Regions from separate parts of the Gossypium hirsutum genome. Here all the other regions are linked to region 3. Evidence: chromatin contacts called from public Hi-C data. All regions are on one chromosome and are shown on one strand. The core of a region is the stretch at or near the end of the contact, and the rest is flanking DNA. Distances in the headings are between cores, read along the strand shown.

The links. Hi-C and Micro-C count contacts between places; a contact is called where the count stands out from the background.
Region 1: a contact with region 3 is called in a Hi-C map of leaf, with 1.6 times the contacts expected there. The contact joins the enhancer-like site here to the promoter of LOC121210901 in region 3. A contact is called at or near these places in 2 of 34 Hi-C or Micro-C datasets (both in leaf).
Region 2: a contact with region 3 is called in a Hi-C map of leaf, with 1.7 times the contacts expected there. The contact joins the promoter of LOC107956364 here to the promoter of LOC121210901 in region 3. A contact is called at or near these places in 2 of 34 Hi-C or Micro-C datasets (both in leaf).

Annotation. Positions count from the first base shown.
Region 1 is chrA12:81,273,848-81,276,868 of Gossypium_hirsutum_v2.1, reverse strand. It overlaps LOC107948182, which reads right to left. Exons shown (of 9, transcript XM_041082820.1): 9 at 2,131-2,730. The coding sequence ends at 2,721. Among protein-coding and RNA genes, the nearest start is that of LOC107948182, 8.7 kb to the right of the region's middle. Within about 2 kb of position 1,763, at least 3 of the 9 cell types and tissues checked have an H3K27ac peak or open chromatin away from gene starts, as enhancers often do. A contact at or near this core is called in leaf, where this site is marked.
Region 2 is chrA12:81,316,126-81,319,452 of Gossypium_hirsutum_v2.1, reverse strand. LOC107956364 (protein JINGUBANG-like) reads right to left here and starts at 1,669. Exons shown (of 3, transcript XM_041084181.1): 1 at 1,612-1,669; 2 at 1,002-1,067; 3 at 1-569. The coding sequence starts at 1,669.
Region 3 is chrA12:81,131,567-81,134,506 of Gossypium_hirsutum_v2.1, reverse strand. LOC121210901 (mitochondrial adenine nucleotide transporter ADNT1) reads left to right here and starts at 1,500. Exons shown (of 8, transcript XM_041082816.1): 1 at 1,500-1,910; 2 at 2,024-2,072; 3 at 2,171-2,334. The coding sequence starts at 1,753.

The sequences.
Region 1 (3,021 bases), core at 514-3,013, 140 kb before region 3:
GTTTTCCTCCCTTCTCCATCTCTTTTAACGTAGTTTTTCTATTTTATGTTTATGAAAAAAGAAAAGTTGAAACCAAAATAAAACTTGTTTCGCATTTTCTCACCCCACAATTACAAACCCTTATCATCCATCATCGCTTTAACGAACCAATATGGATCTCTCAATGACCTAGTCCACAAGCTCACCTCACTTGAAGACATTTCCAGTCGTGACTTATGACAGTCCATCCTCAACAAAGTTTCCTGAGCCCGTTCCTATAACCTCCTAACCAACCCCCATGACCACCTTATCTATCTAACCTACAACATTCTCACCCTTTCAAAACTACGTTGTTTTACGGATTTTTCAAACGAGCTCTAAACTCTCAATGACTAAAACGGTCACTATACGAAACTTACCTCCAACTTTAATCAAACCAGTTTGGTTTCATGCTCCCTTTCTTTCTTCGATTCATCCATGCTTGGCTTCCAATCAAGCTTGCTTGGGAATATTCAAGAAGTTTTAGATCAATTTTATCATTTGCTTAATTTTATTCTTCAAAAAATAAAAGAAAAGGAAATGAATAATCTACACGATTCTGTAAAAGTTTGGGAACAGAAACAATTTATTTTAAATATAAAGAATTCAATTTATGTTTAGATTTGATTAAGGATGTGATTTTTTATAGTGATAGTTAGATCCAATTTTAGTTTCAAAATTAGGTTATATTGAAATCGAGATTTGATTAAGAATGATTGATATTCAATTTTCAGTGAAATTCAATTTAGGAGCCATATGAAAGAAACAAGAAATTGGTTTATTTAGTAGGGAAATATTATGTTTCTGTAGTGAAGAATACAAGAGAGAAAAATAACGGGAAAGAAGAAAAGGAAAATAAAGAAATAAAAAGAAAAAAATTAATTTGTTCAAAAAATAAAAACATAGGGACTAAATTTAACAAATAAAAAATATGGAAAAACTACGCTAAAAGAAATGGAAAAGGGAGGAAAACAAAGGGAAAATGGGGAAAAAAAGTTCAAAAAACATAAAAAAAATTTAAATTATACAAAACGAAAAAGATATATGTATTAATTGTATTATTTTGACCTAAAATTTTTGTTTGAAATTATAATTTAATGTGCCACATCAACTTACTGTTACACCGTTAATGGCAATTAATGCTTAGTAACTAAAATATTACAATACAATAATGTAAGTGACTAAAATATAATCTTTCAAATATAAATAACTAAAATATAATATGAAAGTGCGGTTAAAAAGTGGCATGAGAGAGCGGGGGAGGACCTACAAATAGGTTTAACTTGAAAACTGAATACTGAAATTATTGCAAACAAATGGACCACTTCTCTATTAAACCTTTTCACTTAACTTTTTTTTTTCATTAATTTGTCTCACACTGAAGTGGGAAAAGAAATTTTAAAAGACAATTTGATAATTTTAAGCCGCTAAATTTATTGTAGGTCCAAAGCAAGGGACAATAAAACCCAGCTTACAATCTTATATCTTGCAAATTCCTTATTACAATAAATGATTGTGACACTTTATATACAAACACATGAAAATGTGAGGGAAAGCATCTATTTCAAGGTAAGATATATATATAAAATATATACTTGAGTGTAAAGTGATCAAATATTGAAATGATTTGAACCAAATCTGAATCTGAAACTATCTATTTTAAGGTAAGATATAAGGCTATATGACTATACAGGTTAAAAGGGGCCAAAATAAATGACCCTAGTCTGAGGTGACCGAATGATGAAATGATCTGGACCAGCAATGACCCAAACCTAAAAACAACTAAAACCCGAAACTATCTATTTTAAGGAATTGCATAAGTTGAAAGGACCAAACGAACAACTAGACCAACAATAGCCAGCCAAAATAACCCAAGTGACCCAAACCCAAAACTATCTATTTTAAAGTAAGATATGTAGATATATGATTGCACAGGTTAAAGGGACCGAAATGAATAACCCAAGCTTAAAATGATCTAAACCAGAAATGGTCATAACCCGAAAATCAAATATGTAGGATAATTCAGAATCGACTGAAGAACCTCAAAATCTAACAGAAAAGGATTTAAATTATACACACACAACATACCATATAAACACAACTAGGTTCCTGTTTTTGAAAATTTGTAAATTCTAATCTTCTTTTAACGATGGAAAATGTTATCAATACACTGGTAACTTTCAACATTTGGAAGTTTAACAAAAAGAGAGCTAATATTATAAGGATCAAAAATGAAAAAAACCCTATTTAAGACTTTCTTATAAAATGATATAAAACTCAGTTGTAATCCTAAGGAGCTCCTATTTCAGTTACATCGTGTAGAACCCTAAATTTTAACTCTTTTTCTCTTTTTTTTTTTTTTTTACCTTCCGAGTCCTGCATTCTTTTTCAGTTTCCACCAATACCCTGTCGTATCTTCAAAAACAGAGCACCTCCGAAAATGATTTCTATCATTTGTTAGTGTACATACAAAGCACAAGCCAAGAAGCATGCGTGACCAACCGTCTTGCAAGAAAAAACCAAATCAGAAAATGCACTTCTTGCTTTTATGAGATGAGAACAAAAAAACCGCCAGGTAAAGCGAGGCTTTTAGCGTTGTAAGATTCTCCCACCGTCGTTTCTTCCTTCTAAAGGGAAGGGGGTGGGGGGAATCCTCATCTTTCGACTGTTAACTCGTATGGGCCACTCATCTGGTAGTAAAATCATAGTCCCCTGATAAGATTAATAGATGAGTGCATTGTAACAGAATCCAATTGAAACAAAAGAGAGAAATTAGAATGTTTAAGGAAAAAACTTCAAAGAGATTATGATCCAATTTTGAACACAATTCTGTTGCCACATATATATCCACTAGTGTTGAGGTTTATTACTAAGAGACGACCCACTGCAAAAACCAGAACACCAGCGTGGAAGAGGGTGGCAGCAAGTAGGCTATCTCGGCAGCTGCCATAGAAATTACTACACCATCTACACTGTTGCTAGACCAGCAAAAGCAGTCGGGCA
Region 2 (3,327 bases), core at 420-2,919, 180 kb before region 3:
TACACCACCATGCGCTAATCCTTTCTCAAGTTCCCAAAAATTAACAAGGCCATCACTGGAACCACAATATAAAACCGAACCAGGTGCATCAATTGCTAATGATGTAACAGCACATTCTTGTTGTAACAATGTTTGGTTCAAACTATGTTTCGTCCCTTTAAGTTGTTGTTCCCTTTTCCATACTTTAATCGTCCCGTCGGCCGAACCGGTGAAAACCATCTCCCTGCTGGACCTCGATACTACTGAATTCACCGTGTCGTCGTGTGCGTTAACCGATTCGAGACATTTATAATCAGAAATCCTCCATACTTTAAATGTTCTATCCCATGAAGCTGAATAAAGAAGACCATGTTCTTCATTTAAACTCAAACATGACACAGCATCTGAATGCTTGATCCATAAAGATCTTTTGCGTTTCACTTCAATGTAATTACTTGGTTTAATTGAACTTTTGAGGATTTCTTTCAAAGATGGTAATGTACCAGCTCGTTTATGAACACCAGGGTTCTTAACAGATACTTTCCATACACGAATTTTACCATCTTGATGACCAGTAAAAATCTTTGCACCTGATATAACAATGGTTTTAACCAATCCACTATTTGATTTGAAACCCAAACATCTCCAAAACCCCGAAAAGAGAGAGAAGCACAACAATCTAAGATTACCAATGTCAGCATGCTAAAGTCTAGGGTTCAAAAGAACAACTAAATGAGAGTACCTTGATTTGTTGGACTCGCAAAAGCTAGCCTTCAGTCGGGTTTGATTTCGACATGAAATCCCTTAATTTTCCGCTTGCTGCAAAAATAAAACAGAAGTGTAACCCACATAAAAAATAATAGAAATGAAATCGAAATGAAACAAGGAGCTTCGGGTTTGATTAGAAATCGAAATGAAATGAAACCTGTCGAACCAAAAGAGAAAGGGAGACGGCAAATGGGTTTGATTTGGGGAAAATTTGATTTGGTTTGATTAGAAATCGAAATGAAATGAAATGAAACCTTTCCAGTTGCAGTAAACTCCGAAAATAAAAGGTTGAGAAGGCCAAGCGTCGATTCTATTGTAATCTTCAGCAAAAGAAAGACAGAAGGAAGAAACAGAAGACGGAAAGGGGAAGCAGGAGGGTAAAACAGGGTCTAAAACTCAAGCAGCACCTAATCTGAGAAAGAGGAACGTAATAGAAATCGGTGGATTTTGGGGATTAGGGGTGTAATGTAATAGACGGGTATTAGCCAATACCCTGAACCAAACAGAGGATTGAAGTGGGATTACATGGGGCCCACCGATTAGGGATGTATTGGCATAGCCAATACACCCAACCAAACATGGTGTAAGTCTTTATTCGAGTAAAAAGACTTTAAAAATTCACTAACGCTCTATTTGTTTCAACGTTAAAAAGTTTTTATGAAAAATATTTTTAACGTTTTTTTATGTTTGTTTCATGTAAAATAGGATAGTCAACGTAAAATTGTCCCATTATTCCCGTAAAATATCTTATCAAATTTTTTTTTGTAAAACATTTTCCTTATTCTCGTAAAATGTCTTATCAAATTTTTTTCGTAAAACATTTTCTAAAGTGATAAGGCTCTATTCACTATAATACCCTCATACATGACCCCAACATCTGGTCAAAGCACTGGGATGTTACATTCTCTACTACATTTTTCATTTATCAAATATTTTCTTATAAACTTTTATAATTTTTCAATTTAGTTCTTTTTTGTCATAAAAGTTTAATATTCAATAATTAATCATATTAAATGAATTTTCTTTCTTGTTACAATTTAATCACATAATTTATCTCAATACCTTATTTCACATATCAAATTTCTATGTATTTCACTTCTATTATTTCATCCACATATTTTTCTCAAGCTTAACAATTTAGTCCTTGTCATCATAAATATTTCATATTTTTCCACAATTTCACTTTTAGAATAATTTATGCATATTTCATCGTCTCATAACATATTCATTAAACTTTTATCATAATTTCCTTATTCACAAATTAAATTGTTTCAGACTTAAATTTTTGTGCATTTTTTAATTTAGTTCCTATCGCCATGTAATTTATTTTTCACCATATAAGCACTTTAATAAAATAATTCATTATAATAACTTATTTCACATAATAATTTTCATGCATGTCACTTCTCTTGTTTCAATTATAAATTTCATAAAGTTTACAATTTAATCCTTAAAATAATGAAGATTCATTATTTACTATAATTTCACCTTAACATTACTTTGTAATCAATTCATTATTTTATTTAAACTCTTTATCATAAATCTCAACTGCATGTTTGTTTCACTGAAAACAACTTTTATGAAATATTTCAGAAAATTTGTCAAACAACGGAAAATATTTTATACAGATTTATCCAAACACCAGAAAATATTAGATTTTATAGAAAAACAAGTCATTTTCCATAAATCATTTTTCAGAAATCATTTTCAATTAATCAAACGAAGACTAATTTATATTTATTTGAGTAAAAAGACCTAATGTTATGGACCTAAAGAAATATGCTTTAAGGATTACATGATGTATTAAGCTTAAAAAAACTCAGTAAGTTATATTTATTATTTTAGAACCTATAAAATTAAAATTTTAGTTTTTTTCTTTTTAAAATTTATAAAATTTTAAATTAATATATGGTAAAATTGCACTTTATCTCCTCTTAAAATAATAAATTTTTATTTTAATCATTTAAAAATTATAAAAATATAAATTTAATAATAAAAACCCTCCAAAAAAGTCTCTGCCTTCTACCCTGGAACCTACCAGCAAGCTAAAGATAGTGTTTTCAAGATGGGATCGGACCAACTAGTACCCTGGTCTAGATTAAGTTAAAAAATTAATAGATCACAAATCAGTACAAATCGTTTAAATAGATGATTTAACTAAACTTTTTAATATTTTATTTAATTTAAACCAAATATATTAATCAAACCAAAAATAATGACTTTTTTTTTAAAGAAAAAAACATTAGTTAAAGACTACATAGATTGCAAATTTTTTCCACACGTAAGCTCATAGAATAACCAAGTCAATGCATTGTTAATATTTTATTTTATTATTTTTTTAGTAAACAGTAATTGAAACGAGTGGATGAGCATGAAATTGAAAAGTCAAGTCATTTTCTTCTCTTCCAGAGCCCTTTTCTATGACCGGAACAAAACGACAACGTTCTGAATAATTGAAATGGAAATACACTACCCTTTGAAAGTAACCCTTCGATGTAATACTTTACGTCTTAAAAATAGATTATTCGAATATTTGAATAATAAATTTTAATTTATGAATTAATAGTTATAAAATATTTA
Region 3 (2,940 bases), core at 251-2,750:
TTTTAGAGGTTAGTTTTTGTTTTCCCTCTCTACTTAAAAACGATGAAATTAATTCTTATATATTAAATTAAAGAGTAAATTAATTTTTCTATTAAAAATTTTATCATTTCTACTGTTAAAAACTAATTTATGTACGTTATAATGAGGTATACATAACACACTACATGTAAATGTTTGGTTATTCTATCAATAACACCATTTTTAATAGTAGAGGATAAAAATGCAATGACTATTTTATTTATTTTTTATTAAAATAAGACGAAATATAATTTAATTTTTAATATAGAAATGTTTATAATATTTTATCCATGAGGGCGGGCGCAGTTAACCACAGAAGATGACGTGGCACATGAGGTGTAAATTGAGGAATGCCATGTCGTCATCATATGAAGCTCCAGGTTTCTGCTTTCTGACAAACAAATAAATACGGTAACTGTAGGAAACTAAGAAACTGCTACCAAATCTTTGTCTCACTTGCTAGTGGTTATTTATTTATTTATTTCTGGAATTTATTTCAAAATTTTAGATTGATTACCATTACAATTGTTTTAAAGGATTAATTTGTCTCCATTAAGTTTTTTAACTCATTGGTATATATATTATTATTAATATAAGAGGATATGGGTTTAAATATGCTGAAATGTATTATCCTTTTATTTATAAATTTTTTTGTCCTATTTATGAGGATGATAATTCTTTGTACTTTTGCTTTTATATTTTTTCGAACTCTTTTCTCTTTTGAATTATTTTCGCTTACTTCGGTATCTTGAGATAATTTTACTTTGTGAGAGTTAGGCTAACTCAGATACATTTTAGGCTAACTCTAAGCAAACGAATAGCTTAAATCAACACGAATTATAAAATTAAAGTTCTAACTCTGTGACAATTGATATCTTTAATATCTAAAGCCTTAATTATTACTGATTATGTTATTATTTCATTAGTATACAATTTGATTAGATTTATAAAAAAAAATATTACAAGGCTTAATTAAATTTATTAAAAATTTTGAAGAGTTGAGTTAAAACTTTTTACAATTTTTAGAGGATTTAACTAAAATTCTTAAAAGTTTTGAAACAACTTAATTAAAGTTTTACAAAGTTTTAGATGACCTTATAAAGATTTTGCAATTTTTTTATTATTATGTTCTACCATTACTCATTGTCTCCTAAATTTAGATTTCATCAAAATTTGGATTTTTAAAAAAAATTTATTAGAAAGAATTTTAAGAAAAACTTTAATAATTCGGTGAGTTAAATAATTTTTTTAATTAAAAAAATCAAATATTAATGTTACTAATAATTTAATTATTAATTTTTAGTGCAACAATTGAATGTAAGAACATGTGAGAAAACAGCACGTGAGAGACCACCAAAAAGGTTCCTCCTTTTCCTCGCACAGGAAAAACTTTACAAGATCCACGCGCTCTCAAAGCAACAACGTACACGCTCTCAAAATAGTTGACGTGTCACTCTCTCATGCTCCCAAAAGCCAGCCGTCACCACCACACCTCTTTCAACAAACCTCTCTTAACATTTTCCAACGCAAAAAACTAGAAAAGAAGCGCCGCATGAGAGAAATGCGGAGCCTCTTTTGACTATAATATATATCGCCTCGGAGATCGGACCCTTGAGTCGCCGGATAATCATCGACGACTGTCCGAGACTCCGCCGGAGCCACCAGAAAAGTACTTCTTACCGTTTCTACGGCGAGAGAGTGGATTTGAATATATTGGCCGTGTTTTGGTTTTCGATGGCTTCGGAGGATGTGAAGACTAGTGAATCAGCTGTTTCGACGATCGTGAATCTAGCTGAAGAAGCGAAGCTCGCTAGAGAAGGCGTTAAAGCTCCCAGTTATGCTGTTCTTAGTATCTGCAAGTCTCTCGTTGCCGGCGGCGTTGCTGGTGGAGTGTGAGATCTCTCTCTTTCTCTCTCGCTGGCGGAGATCGTCTCCGACGTTATTGAATTTCTCAAGTTTTAGAGGAAATAAATTTGAAAATGGATCTTTTGCTTAATGTATGCAGGTCACGAACTGCCGTTGCTCCTTTGGAACGTTTAAAAATCTTACTTCAGGTTCGTTAAAATTTTTAATGTGCATTTTATTTAGATTAAGAAAAATAGACAATTTAAATTTGTTAATTAATTTACCTCTTTTGAAATAAAAATTTCAGGTTCAGAATCCACATAGTATAAAATACAATGGAACAATTCAAGGCTTGAAGTACATTTGGAGAACAGAAGGTTTTCGCGGATTATTCAAAGGCAACGGTACTAATTGCGCTCGCATTGTTCCAAATTCTGCCGTCAAGTTCTTCAGCTATGAGCAAGCGTCAAAGTAGGACTCTGACACTGTTCAATTCATCTTTGTGTTGTTAGTTTTTAAGTAGTAAAACTCAAGTAAATTTATCATACTGAAATTGGTTATTGTCTTTAAGACTATGTTAGAGGTACGATTCGATGTGGGTGAAAGAAAAAATTAATATTAAAATTATATTTATAAAAAGCTTATTCAACAATTGAGATGGTAAAGTAATTATAAATAAGTCTTCTTTAGGCTCGGTTCAATTTTTAGACATCTCATTTTTAGTTAGTTTCTTTAAGCATTTCATATAAAAATAGTAACAAAAAGTAAAAGCCGAAAAACCATTGTATTTATATTCATTATTTTATTAATAATAGATTTTTAACCTTGACTGAGCGGGTGCTGAGTTAACTTGGGATACCAACTCAGGCTAATTATATAAGTATATAGAAATAGATATATAAATGTTTATTTAGTTGTTAGTTCCCACAGACCACAATATCGTTAATCGGTCTAAAGCATTTCATACTAGTGTGACGCATAAATGAATTTGGTTATGCAATCACATTCTATCAGGCTTAAGGTCTTTTTTGCACTGCTCCTGCCACGCACATTCAATTTCTGAACAGAAGGAAATGT